3 separate regions of the Rattus norvegicus genome follow, and regions 2 and 3 are each linked to region 1. The links are chromatin contacts, called in public Hi-C maps. All regions are on one chromosome and are shown on one strand. Each heading gives the region's core, a stretch centred on a gene start, on an enhancer-like site or on the middle of the called end of the contact. The rest is flanking DNA. Distances are from core to core; before and after follow the strand shown. Region 1 has its middle 210 kb from the start of Lppos. Region 2 has its middle 110 kb from the start of Bcl6. Region 3 overlaps LOC102553356 (a long non-coding RNA gene).

The links. A called contact is a pair of places that touch in the nucleus more often than the background predicts.
Region 2: a Hi-C map of liver shows a contact between it and region 1, with 2.6 times the contacts expected there. The contact joins two enhancer-like sites. A contact is called at or near these places in 3 of 12 Hi-C or Micro-C datasets (kidney and liver).
Region 3: a contact with region 1 is called in a Hi-C map of liver, with 7 times the contacts expected there. The contact joins two enhancer-like sites. A contact is called at or near these places in 4 of 12 Hi-C or Micro-C datasets (hepatocytes, kidney and liver).

Annotation. Positions count from the first base shown.
Region 1 is chr11:90,136,220-90,139,643 of GRCr8, forward strand. No RefSeq gene overlaps it. Among named protein-coding and RNA genes, the nearest start is that of Lppos, 210 kb to the left of the region's middle. Within about 2 kb of position 1,817, at least 10 of the 93 cell types and tissues checked have an H3K27ac peak or open chromatin away from gene starts, as enhancers often do. A contact at or near this core is called in hepatocytes and liver, where this site is marked.
Region 2 is chr11:90,252,013-90,255,436 of GRCr8, forward strand. No RefSeq gene overlaps it. Among named protein-coding and RNA genes, the nearest start is that of Bcl6, 110 kb to the right of the region's middle. Within about 2 kb of position 1,484, at least 2 of the 93 cell types and tissues checked have an H3K27ac peak or open chromatin away from gene starts, as enhancers often do. A contact at or near this core is called in liver, where this site is marked.
Region 3 is chr11:90,219,355-90,222,778 of GRCr8, forward strand. LOC102553356 (a long non-coding RNA gene) reads right to left here. Exons shown (of 5, transcript XR_005491441.2): 2 at 234-380. Among named protein-coding and RNA genes, the nearest start is that of Bcl6, 140 kb to the right of the region's middle. Within about 2 kb of position 1,632, at least 2 of the 93 cell types and tissues checked have an H3K27ac peak or open chromatin away from gene starts, as enhancers often do. A contact at or near this core is called in hepatocytes and liver, where this site is marked.

The sequences.
Region 1 (3,424 bases), core at 567-3,066:
CCAATGTCCATCGGCCCTGGGCAATAGGGCTCCCCTAGGGTGCTCAGGGGCTGTTCTGCTTGTCTTACAGGCCTTCTTGAGCACAGCTATACTTAGCAGCAGACACACTACAGGGGCCCGGACTCCAGAAATAGGATCTGAGTTGTGGGGCAGGGCCTATCTGCCCCAGCACGGAGTCCTATTATCATCAGTACTGAAGCTGAGGAATCAAAATGTTCGAGTAATAATATACAAGTAAATATACAACAGTTCAAAGCCAACCCAAGCTTGCTGGTTTCAGAACTCCTGCCCCTGTGTTAGCGCTCCTAGTCTCAGTTGTAGTGCTGGGAGTGAGGCAAAGGCAGAGAACTCTTCCCATTTTACAGATAGAATCAGGGCTCTGGAAAACAGGCCACTCGTACAAGTGTCACCGCTGAGATTGCTTATAATCCGTTCCAGACCTTTCCCTCCCCTCTTCCTGCGAGGCTCCATCCTACCCTGTTTGCTCAACTCTTCAGTCATTAGATTTGAAAACCAAGGGTCACACTTCCCCTCCCCCACAAACATACTCACAATGTCATGACGGGAGTTTAGAAGCCAGCAATTTTGACAAATACACAGTTAAGATTCTATCCGACAATGACCAAGACAAGTAAAGTACGAATTTTCATTTGAAGCATCCGAGGAAGACATTGAGTGGCTTTGTTTATTAAAACTCGAGTCGAACAGGCTTTCAAAGTACGTTGTATTAACTAATCTTCCAGAAGTTTCCAGTGGGGAGCAGAGCTTGACCTGCCTTGTACCTACATGTGTGGGCCAGCTGTGGGCATTTTCTCCTCACCCGGTGTTACTGACATTGTGGAATCCATAGCGCTGTGGTGCAAGTACTTAACAGCCAATCATATATTTCGTTTTGTCTTATTTTATTTTTATTTATTTATTTTTAACCACCATAAAACCAGTCGTTAAACATTTCCCAGCCACCCAGGCTTGCAGTTGATTGAGAGTGGCACCGACTGGCACTCAAATGCTCTCTGTCATGTGTGCAGGCTTCTCTTCAGGGCCGGTTTTTGCCTCTAACCACAAAGTCATACCTGAGTGCCATTCTTTAAATGGGAGATTCTTTCCATCTGAGTTTGCGAAAATCACACTGATGGGTTTCCACTAATAATAGTCCTGTGGTGTGTGTGTGTGTGTGTGTGTGTGTGTGTGTGCATGCACTCGCGTGTGCGTGGCTTGTAAAGAATTTGCACGTCCCTCATCACTCTCAAGCTTCATATGAGTCTTCTCTCCTTGGTAGAAAGGAAAGACTAGGAAAGGGTCTGACAGGGGACATGACTGCTCCTACAGTCAGAGACCTCGCAAGGGGCAGGTGGGCCTTGAACCATCTTCAGCTCCCTTGTTCTAGGCACTTGCCTCTTGCCAGCTGTTTCCTTCACCTCGGACACTCGAAATGCCTGAAGGGTAGGGTACTGTCTGCAGCACGGAAGTGTCTGGCAGCAAACGGAGGTTAACACACCAGACTTGGGCTTTGACAGGAAGGGATAGGCTCTCTGGCTTGGGGGTATGAACATAGGCCACCCATTTCACTAGTCTGCTGCAAAGAAAGGTGTCCCCTTTTGTTCCCCCTTGGTGCTTGGTTTTCTGTGATTCCATTAAACACTGTTATGGGGACCTTGTGTTTTTGGTCCTTCTCTCAGTAAGAATTTGGAACCTCTCAAATGACCCAACATAAACGCTCCACCTCCCCTCTTGCACAACCCCCACCCGTTACTGCCCAGCACTGTATTGATTGGAAAGTGTTTCACAACACGTTTTCAAAACATGCCGAAGGTCGAGACTGAGTGACTCACACGCAGTCACATTTCTGCTTTAGTCCCTCCTGACTTTATTGGTTAGGTTGGCTAATGGAAGTCCCTAAAGAAACTGTTAACTCTGTCTAATCCTGGCCAGGAGGATTAGTAGGTGGCGTCACAAAATAATTCCTAATCATGTCTGTGGTGACAGACCTGTGGAAATCTCTTTGGTTTTGGATGCCAAGTCTCGAGAAGAGTAGGCAGGCAGGAGAGGGTTTCTGAGCTCACTTTGCCAGCTCTGGCTCCCAGAATATCAGAGAGCAGACAAAGTCAGGTGAGCGAGTTAGCTGATAACCGAGGCTTTCCTGCTGCTCTGGTGATCTACTCCGCTCCATTAGTCTGTGGAACTCGGGGCTGTGACCCTGATTCAGGCCTGCAGAGCTGGCTGCCAGAGGCCAAAGGAGGCTACCCTGGGCAGTAAAGAATGCCTCAGAGCATAGTAGTCATGGGTAGTTCCGGGTTAGATCTGGGTTGACACACAGCCTTATCTCCACCACCTGAGGTTTCGAACCAGCAGCTTGACCAATTAGCATCTTGCTTTTCTACCACCTGGTAAAGGAAGGCCTTGGTGATGCTTTCTTTCCCAGGGTTGCTTGCAAGAGCAAATGATAGAACGTACGTGAAGCACCTCTAATGTCGGGGAAAGCCTGCAGCTTGGCTCCTCATGGACTACTAGAACACTTGGCTTTTGGATTCTTTACATGTAGACTTTTTGAATCATTAAAAAAATATTATTTTAAAAAGTAATCTGTCATAAAAATGAAAGCTTCCAAGTGAGTTATCCAGAATCACCTTGAGGTTGAAAATGTTCTTAGTGATCCCCTTCCCCAGGATTTTACCCTTTAAGTATCTTGAAGGCCCTTTCACTTTAGCATAACGTAATCACAGAAATAGTATCACAAAGCTATGGTAATAATAATGCTATCTGCAGGTTGTTTCATCAGCCTAGCTCTCTTCAGCCACTTCTCTCTACTTCCCTCCAGCCCCAGGCGGCCAATCCCTCCTTCCTGACTGGAGAACTACCAGTATAAAAACAGCGAATCCCATCGTGTTCAGTTAAGATTCATCATGTACATTCCCAGTGAGGAATGGCCATAAAGTCTTTCTGCCTCACTGGGACTGATCCCCATGCTACCCCAGTCTGTCCCTTCATCAGCAAATGTCAGAGACCTTGGCAATCACAGCTCCTACCCCTTGATTTTAGAAATGAACAACCTAAAGTTCAGAGTAATAAAGTGACCTTCCCAGGGCCTCACAGCTCACTTATGGCAGAGTCAGGATCTGGGTACCAGAATTTTCACTGCTTCAATGAACCAGACACCAAGAGAACCCAGAAGAAGGAGGAATAAAATAGATCGTTATGGTGTGTGTTGGACATCTGGTTTCCAAGGAGAGTTTATATTAAGTAGCAATGAAGCCTCAAAAGCTATGGTAGCTAGCTTGAATGAACTTATGTAATCAACATTTATCAGAAACATGTGTCATCAAACACCTGCCAGATCTGAGTGTTGGCACCAAACCTGCTCTTATTGTCAAAGAAGGGAGAAAAAAGCTTGACTGAACAAAGCTGGCAGATGTTTTTACTAGAA
Region 2 (3,424 bases), core at 234-2,733, 120 kb after region 1:
CCCTACAAGAGTAACGAATACTCCTAACCAATGCTCCAGCTCCGAGCAGCCAAGGTCAAGTCTTCATACTTCACTTCATCAACTGAGCCACGCCCCAACCCCAACGGCCCTCAAAGCAAGTTTTAAAGTCTTTGCCAACTGAGTAAAATTGAAGTTGCAGGAGTTTCCCAGTAGTAACCCATCTCCGAGATGGTGAAGCAAATAGAATTGTATGTCCTTATGCAAATGGAAGATCTAGGCTTATTTATGGGAGGCATCAATACTAAGCTTGGAGAAGCCCTAAGGCCCACCCTAGGCCATTCTACTGAAGCCTAGATTTCAAGGCCCTCATGCCTTTGGCAACTCTATAATCCTCACTGCTTGGATCTCTTTCCACATAGTAGTGAGAAGTCCCATTGGAGACAGCTATCTGGGCTGTGTTTCACAGTTTCAATAAATAATGTTTGTTCATGTTTGATTTTGGAGTTCTCAACAGTAACTTTTTGAACAGTTTGATTTATGACTGCTTTCTTTATCCCAGTCTTTGTCTTAAAAACGTTTAAGTAGGAATGATTGTGTGTGCGCACGTGCGTTTGTGTCTGTGTGTCTGTGTGTGTGCCTTAGACTTTGTTTCTAAAGTGGTCCAGAGCAAACAAAACTTCTCAGCCAGATGACAGCCCTAGACAAACAATCCATGTTGCGCTGTGTGTCTTTTGTAGGCCTGCAACATACTGGTTTTCCTGCTTGAGTGCAGCGTTCCTCAGAGCCTGTTCAAGGAAGACTTCCAGACCTAGCCAGCCTCACTGACATGTCTTTCAAGACAATCTCTTCCCAGCATATCAAACATTTACTTTTTTCTCTCATTCCCCACCCTTTCCGCCCCTGCTGGCTCCCTTCCTCTGCTCAGCATTTCCCTGGTTGTCAGAACTTGTCTCTCATCAGTTCCCTTGAAGCCTCGAAACACCCAACACAGTGCCCTTAACAAACAATGCACTGTGGTGATGCAACAGCCCAAGGTGTCAAAATAATTAGGTAATTAGAGCAGAGGAAGGTCAGAGTTTCCTCTGTCTGGAAAGACAAACACAGGCACACAAGGAAAAAAGAGCTAAAGAAGGAAACGTTTCCCATCTCCCGTTGTTTCCCACCTTGTTCTTGAGCTTTGCTCCAAAAACCCCAAACTTGGATCAGTTTGATCCCTCACCAGGTACTGGGAGTCCATCTGACTTAGAAGGTGTGGCCAGCTTGAACCCTTTAAGGTTTCAACACACAGCTTGTTTTTGTCCCTCCTTGTTTATTTTCACACCAGCCCCACCCTAAGCTTCTGTGCAATGGCTCCCAGCAGTGGCTCAATGCCACACATGGGATATTGCTCAAAGGGGGCTGTGGGTGCTGAGGACAAAGTCTTCTCCCAAAACTCAAGGCTTTCAGGGTCACCGACCTTTGTCTCTTTGTTCATGTTTTCAGTATGCAACCAAGAGCCTGACTCTGTGAGGGACTGTGTGGGGGTAGCAGAAAGGATGCAGACGTACTGTCTGTCAGAGGACTGCTACCTGGCGGTAGTGGCCACGAGAGAGACTGAGAGCTTTGACTGAGAGTAGAAGTTTCTCTGGAGGTGGAGGAAGGTGGCAAGACCAACCCCTGAGGGTGTGCATCAGGAAAAATGTTGAGTACAGCATTTGAAGGACACGTCGTCTTCTCTAGACAGGCAAGAAAAAAAAGGGCATTGTAGCTAGAGGAAGAACATGTACAGTGCCAGGGGAGACTCAAAAGCTCAGTGTTTGCCCAGAGTGAGCTTCTTCTAGAGGTTGGTGGAAATGAAGACTCAGCCGAATCGACTGACTGGGGCAAAATGAGGGCATCGTTAAGATCTTGGGGAGTGGACCTGCCCTACAACTCCAAGGACCAAATGGAAGGTTAGAAACAGAGGAAAGATGAACTAAGTCTACGTGAGGGTGGAAACTACTGTCCCACAACCATGCTCCTGTTCTCACCAAACTCTCCCACACCATCTCCATTGACATCCCTATTTTCTTCAGCCATAAGATAAGGCAGCTTGCAGCTTACCTTCACCCCTCAGAGGATGAGCTCTGGGGTTCTGGAAACTTTCCTGTTCCCAAAGAAGCCAGTTAAAAGGGTAGGATATAGTCAGATATACATAGAGCTTTGCCCCAGAGAGTTCCAGTTCTCAACTGAATCTGTTGTTAAGAGCTGGGTTATCCTGGGCAAACCTCGAAACTCCTCTAAACTTGGTTGGCTCAGGTAGAGTGGCCTGATAGGAGCATCCTGTTTCCTCACTAAGGTTTCTAGTCAAGGCAATGAAAACGCAGTACTTATGTGAATCGCAGGGAAGTGTCTATCAATTAGACCAGACCAGCCAACTCCTATTAGCCTGTAGGCAGCTCTCAGAAGCCAGGAGGGCTCCTTGCTTCAGTTCCTCTGCCTCACCTCTCTAAACAAATGTCACTGTGTATCCTGAGCACAAAACACTGCATGAACCTGAAAGAGAAGGTGTGGCCACTTTTGGGTCGTCTTTTGGAATCTGGTTCATAACAAACTTTGTTTTTGTGACAGACCATTCTCAGGCCTTCAGACCTCCCGCTCACTTGTTCTGTGTCACAGAGACAGCAAGCAGCTGGATATGGTTGGGAGCCAAGCTATTTGTGGGTTTGGGGAGATGGCTAAGGGTTTGGAGAATAATGTTTGAGTAGAGCACTTCAGACACAGGTGGAAGCATCAATCAATGGGCTATCTTCTTCCCATTAAATAACATAACTACGTAGATGCTTGCTACCAGTGGACCTGAGTGCCTGCCTTCTTTATTTTCTAGTCCGTGACCCTTGCAGTGGTCATGAATTAAAATGGATGTCCAACTGTTCCATGAGGCAGCTAAGGGGGATTTTGCATATTTAGTAAGTCATATTACTTTTAAAGCAACAGGCCCCATACACCAGGTCTGATATAGACCTATGACGTTTTCAACTAAGTAGCCATTAGGTCCTGGAGTTGTTAAGCAGTTCAACTTGTTTAAAGAGCTAGCTAAAACAGATTTGTTTTTCAAAATCTTAAATTTAAAAACTTGGCTTTACTCGAGGAATCTTTATTTTAAGACGTTGGTATCATTCAATTACAGCTTGTTTATAGATTTCTTGGGAATCTTAATTCATAATTTTTAATATTTAAAATGTCTTCGAAGAAATGTGTATGAAAAGTAATTTTAGTTTGCTCTTTTACATTGACTTTCATTTACATTTTAATGAAAACAGAGTCTCATTCCTTAGATCAGCATTGTCTGCCACCCTGGGAAGGCTCCGCATTTGGCCTGTCAAAGCCACAAGCTCAGACAATGAAAATGGTGAACTCAAGGTGAACACTTCTTTCACGTCAGTCGTGTGAGGCTTAAATGTCGGGCTGTGTTCATGGCTACCCTATTGCGGAGCATGGTGTC
Region 3 (3,424 bases), core at 382-2,881, 83 kb after region 1:
TTTATAGAACTAAATTTATTTATATTATTTTGTTATATTATATTATACTATTATATTATACCATTATATTATATTATACTAAATTTATTATATTATAGAACTAAATTTATAATTTATAGAACTAATTTTAGTTCTATAATTTATAGAACTAAAAGGAGGCACAGAGATGAGCAGAGTAAAATGAGGAAATCTAAATAACGTAGGTTGTATCATCCAGAGATGTTGGGACACACCTTGTAATTCCAGTGCTCAGGAAGCCGAAAGGAAGGTTGCTGCCAATCTGAGGTCACATTAGGCTATACAGTGAATTTGATGTTAGTCTGGGCCACATACCAAGACTTCGGCTCTGATAAAACACTACACCATCACAGATATTAGCACTAGGAGAGACAAGGTAGAGAATACATAAGCTTCCCCTCTGTTACCTCTTATACCTGCATTAAGGCTACAGCTTTACCGTGATACATTTTTCTCCAAGAGTGGGAGATCAGCTGAGTTCACTAGTGAACTTTTACAGGAAATAATGACACCACTTCTCTTTCAGAAGACAGTGTAATGGGAAATACTTTCCAAATGCATTCATCCAGGCCACCATTATCATATTACAAAAGTCAGATAGTTAATACAAAGGAAGACAAATTCAGCAGTTATCTGTTTTCTGTTGGAGCAGAGAAGCAACCCTTTTGAGCAAAATAATACAATTGAATCCAATAATGCTTCAAAAGGAGACAGCTCAGGGAGTGTGAGCACCCACTGTGGAACCATGTGGGCCTGAGTTTGAATCCCCAGCACCCATGACATAGCCCCACCAGACATGGCTGCATGAGGCTGTCACTAGCATTGGAAGGTAGAGACCAGGAGCTCACTGGCCGGTCTGCCGGGATAGGAAAGGTGAGACTGGGTTCAGCAAGAGATTCTACCTCAAGGGAGTCAGGTGGGGAGCAATGGAGAAAAACAGACACCCACTTCCAGCCTCTACATGTGTGCACATAGGCGTGCATACCTGTATCCGTGTATGTGCCTGCACACACACAGAATCAGTCAGTCAGTCAGTCACTCAGTCAGTCAATCAATCAATCAATGGATCGATCAATCAGGTAAAAATTAAAATTTATGAACCATGACCAAGTGGGACTTATCCTAAATATGCGAAAAAGGTGGTTCGTTATTCACAGACCAATTCATGTAATAACATAGTGACTGGTTAAAAAGCAAACATCACACAAGCATATTAATAATACAAAAAAGGTATTTGATAAAATCCAATACCCATTCATGGTCATATATAACCATGGTGGGTACTTGGCACCATCTCTTTGTCAAAACCCATAGAACACACAGCTGCTACAGTGGACCCTGACACAAACTATATGCTTTGACTGATAATACTGTGTCACTCATTGTAGAGTCACTGACTTTAATGTTCCTCTGGGGTGTGGGACATCAATAGTGGGGGTGCTAGTGCATGTGAAGAGACAGAGTTCTTCCTAAAGGTGCTGTAAAAAATAAAGCTCACAGCAGCAACAAAATCAAGTAACAGAAAAAGCAGGGAGACTTGTAAGCGGTGGCCCTGTGCTCTCCTGGAACCCCTGTGGCTCTCTGGAACCCTACTGGGGAGAGCTAGTTTCTCAACAGAGATTTCATAATGACCCTAGCACAGTACACTAGTTGTTTCTCTCACACTCGTTCAATCATGAATGTGGATGGAGTTTTCCAGAGGCGACATGACATGTAATATTGCAACAGAGGGCATGTGGCAGCAGCTAGGGCATTCAGCTGTCCCCAGTTAAGCAAGACACTAGAGAGACTTTGAAAAAAAGAGAAAAAAAGTTAAACAGTAATTGTCTTCTCCCTGGGTCAGTTTTGGTGAGGAAAACAGCTGGGGTTTTGTTTGTTTGTTTTTTAATATGCTGCTTTGGCTCGTAATGAATTTATTATTTAAATAAGCGAAAATAAGCATTTTCTTAAAAAAGGAATGTGACAGACTTGCTCCTCCGTTCCTCTGTGCAGATTAACGCACAAGAGGAGTTACCAAGGTGCCAGTGTGGATTATCACTTCCGAATGAGTGTTGAGGAGTCTCAGAGGACACGGACCCTGCTCACAAAAGAAAGCAGAGGTTCCTCCAGGGGGGATACTTGACGGAAGGTCTAGACTTGGCAGTTCGCTAAGGATGGAGAAGACACTGAACAGAGCACACAGGTACTGCGCAAGTCCACTGAGCTGTAAAACAAAACCAGAGGCACAGAAAATGGAAGTCCGAGTTGGCAGATAGGAGGGGTCAAAAGTGTGTGTGTGTGTGTGTGTGTGTGTGTGTGTGTGTAAGGTGGATGTGGGACCAGGAGGCCCAAGTTCAGTTGAATAGAAGAGGTTGTTCTGTTGCTGCACTGCTCTTCTGAATCGTGTTTATTTAGATATAGATTATTTGCAATAATTCCTCCCACTGCTATCATCTAATTCTATGAGTTTTGACAAATGCATGTAGTTGTTTAGACAGTATCACAGTCAGAGCAGAGATTAGTTTCATGAAAAGAAATATTATTTTTGGTCCTTCATTGTCAATACCTAGTCTTTCCCAAGAGCCTGGCAGCCAATGCTGTATCTTTTTTTTTCTTTCCTTTTATGAATGTCACATATGTGAAATAAATTATAGAATTTGCTTTTAGAATTGTTTCCTTGACTTACAATGAACTGGAAATTCATATCAATAGATTGTTTTTAATTGTTGGAGAGAAGTTCACTGGATTTTGTAGTCATTTCTACTAATCGATGGATGTGTGTGAGTTGTTTGCAGTGTTAGGTAATCATGATTTTTTTTGTTTTGTTTTGTTTTGTTGACACAGGGTTTCTCTGTGTAACCCTGGCTGTCCTGGAACTCACTCTGTAGATCAGGCTGACCTTGAACTCAGAGATTCTCCTGCCTCTGCCTCTGCCTCTGCCTCTGCCTCTGCCTCTGCCTCTGCCTCTGCCTCTCTGCCTCTCTGCCTCTCTGCCTCTCTGCCTCTCTGCCTCTCTGCCTCTCTGCCTCTCTGCCTCTCTGCCTCTCTGCCTCTCTGCCTCTCTGCCTCTCTGCCTCTCTCTCTGCCTCTCTCTCTGCCTCTCTCTCTGCCTCTCTCTCTGCCTCTCTCTCTGCCTGTCTGCCTGTCTGCCTGTCTGCCTGTCTGCCTGTCTGCCTCTGCCTCTGCCTCTGCCTCTGCCTCTGCCTCTGCCTCTGCCTCTGCCTCTGCCTCTGCCTCTGCCTCTGCCTCTGCCTCTGCTTGCTGCGTGCTTGGATTAAAGTCGTGCACTCACAACAGTAAGTTTACGAATACAATATTATGCACACTGCTTTATGTGAATTTATGTGAACATGGATTAGGAAATTATTGGACTAGAGGAAAGGTGGTAGAAATGGCTGAGGAAGCAAAGAGTGTCAACTTAAGCAAT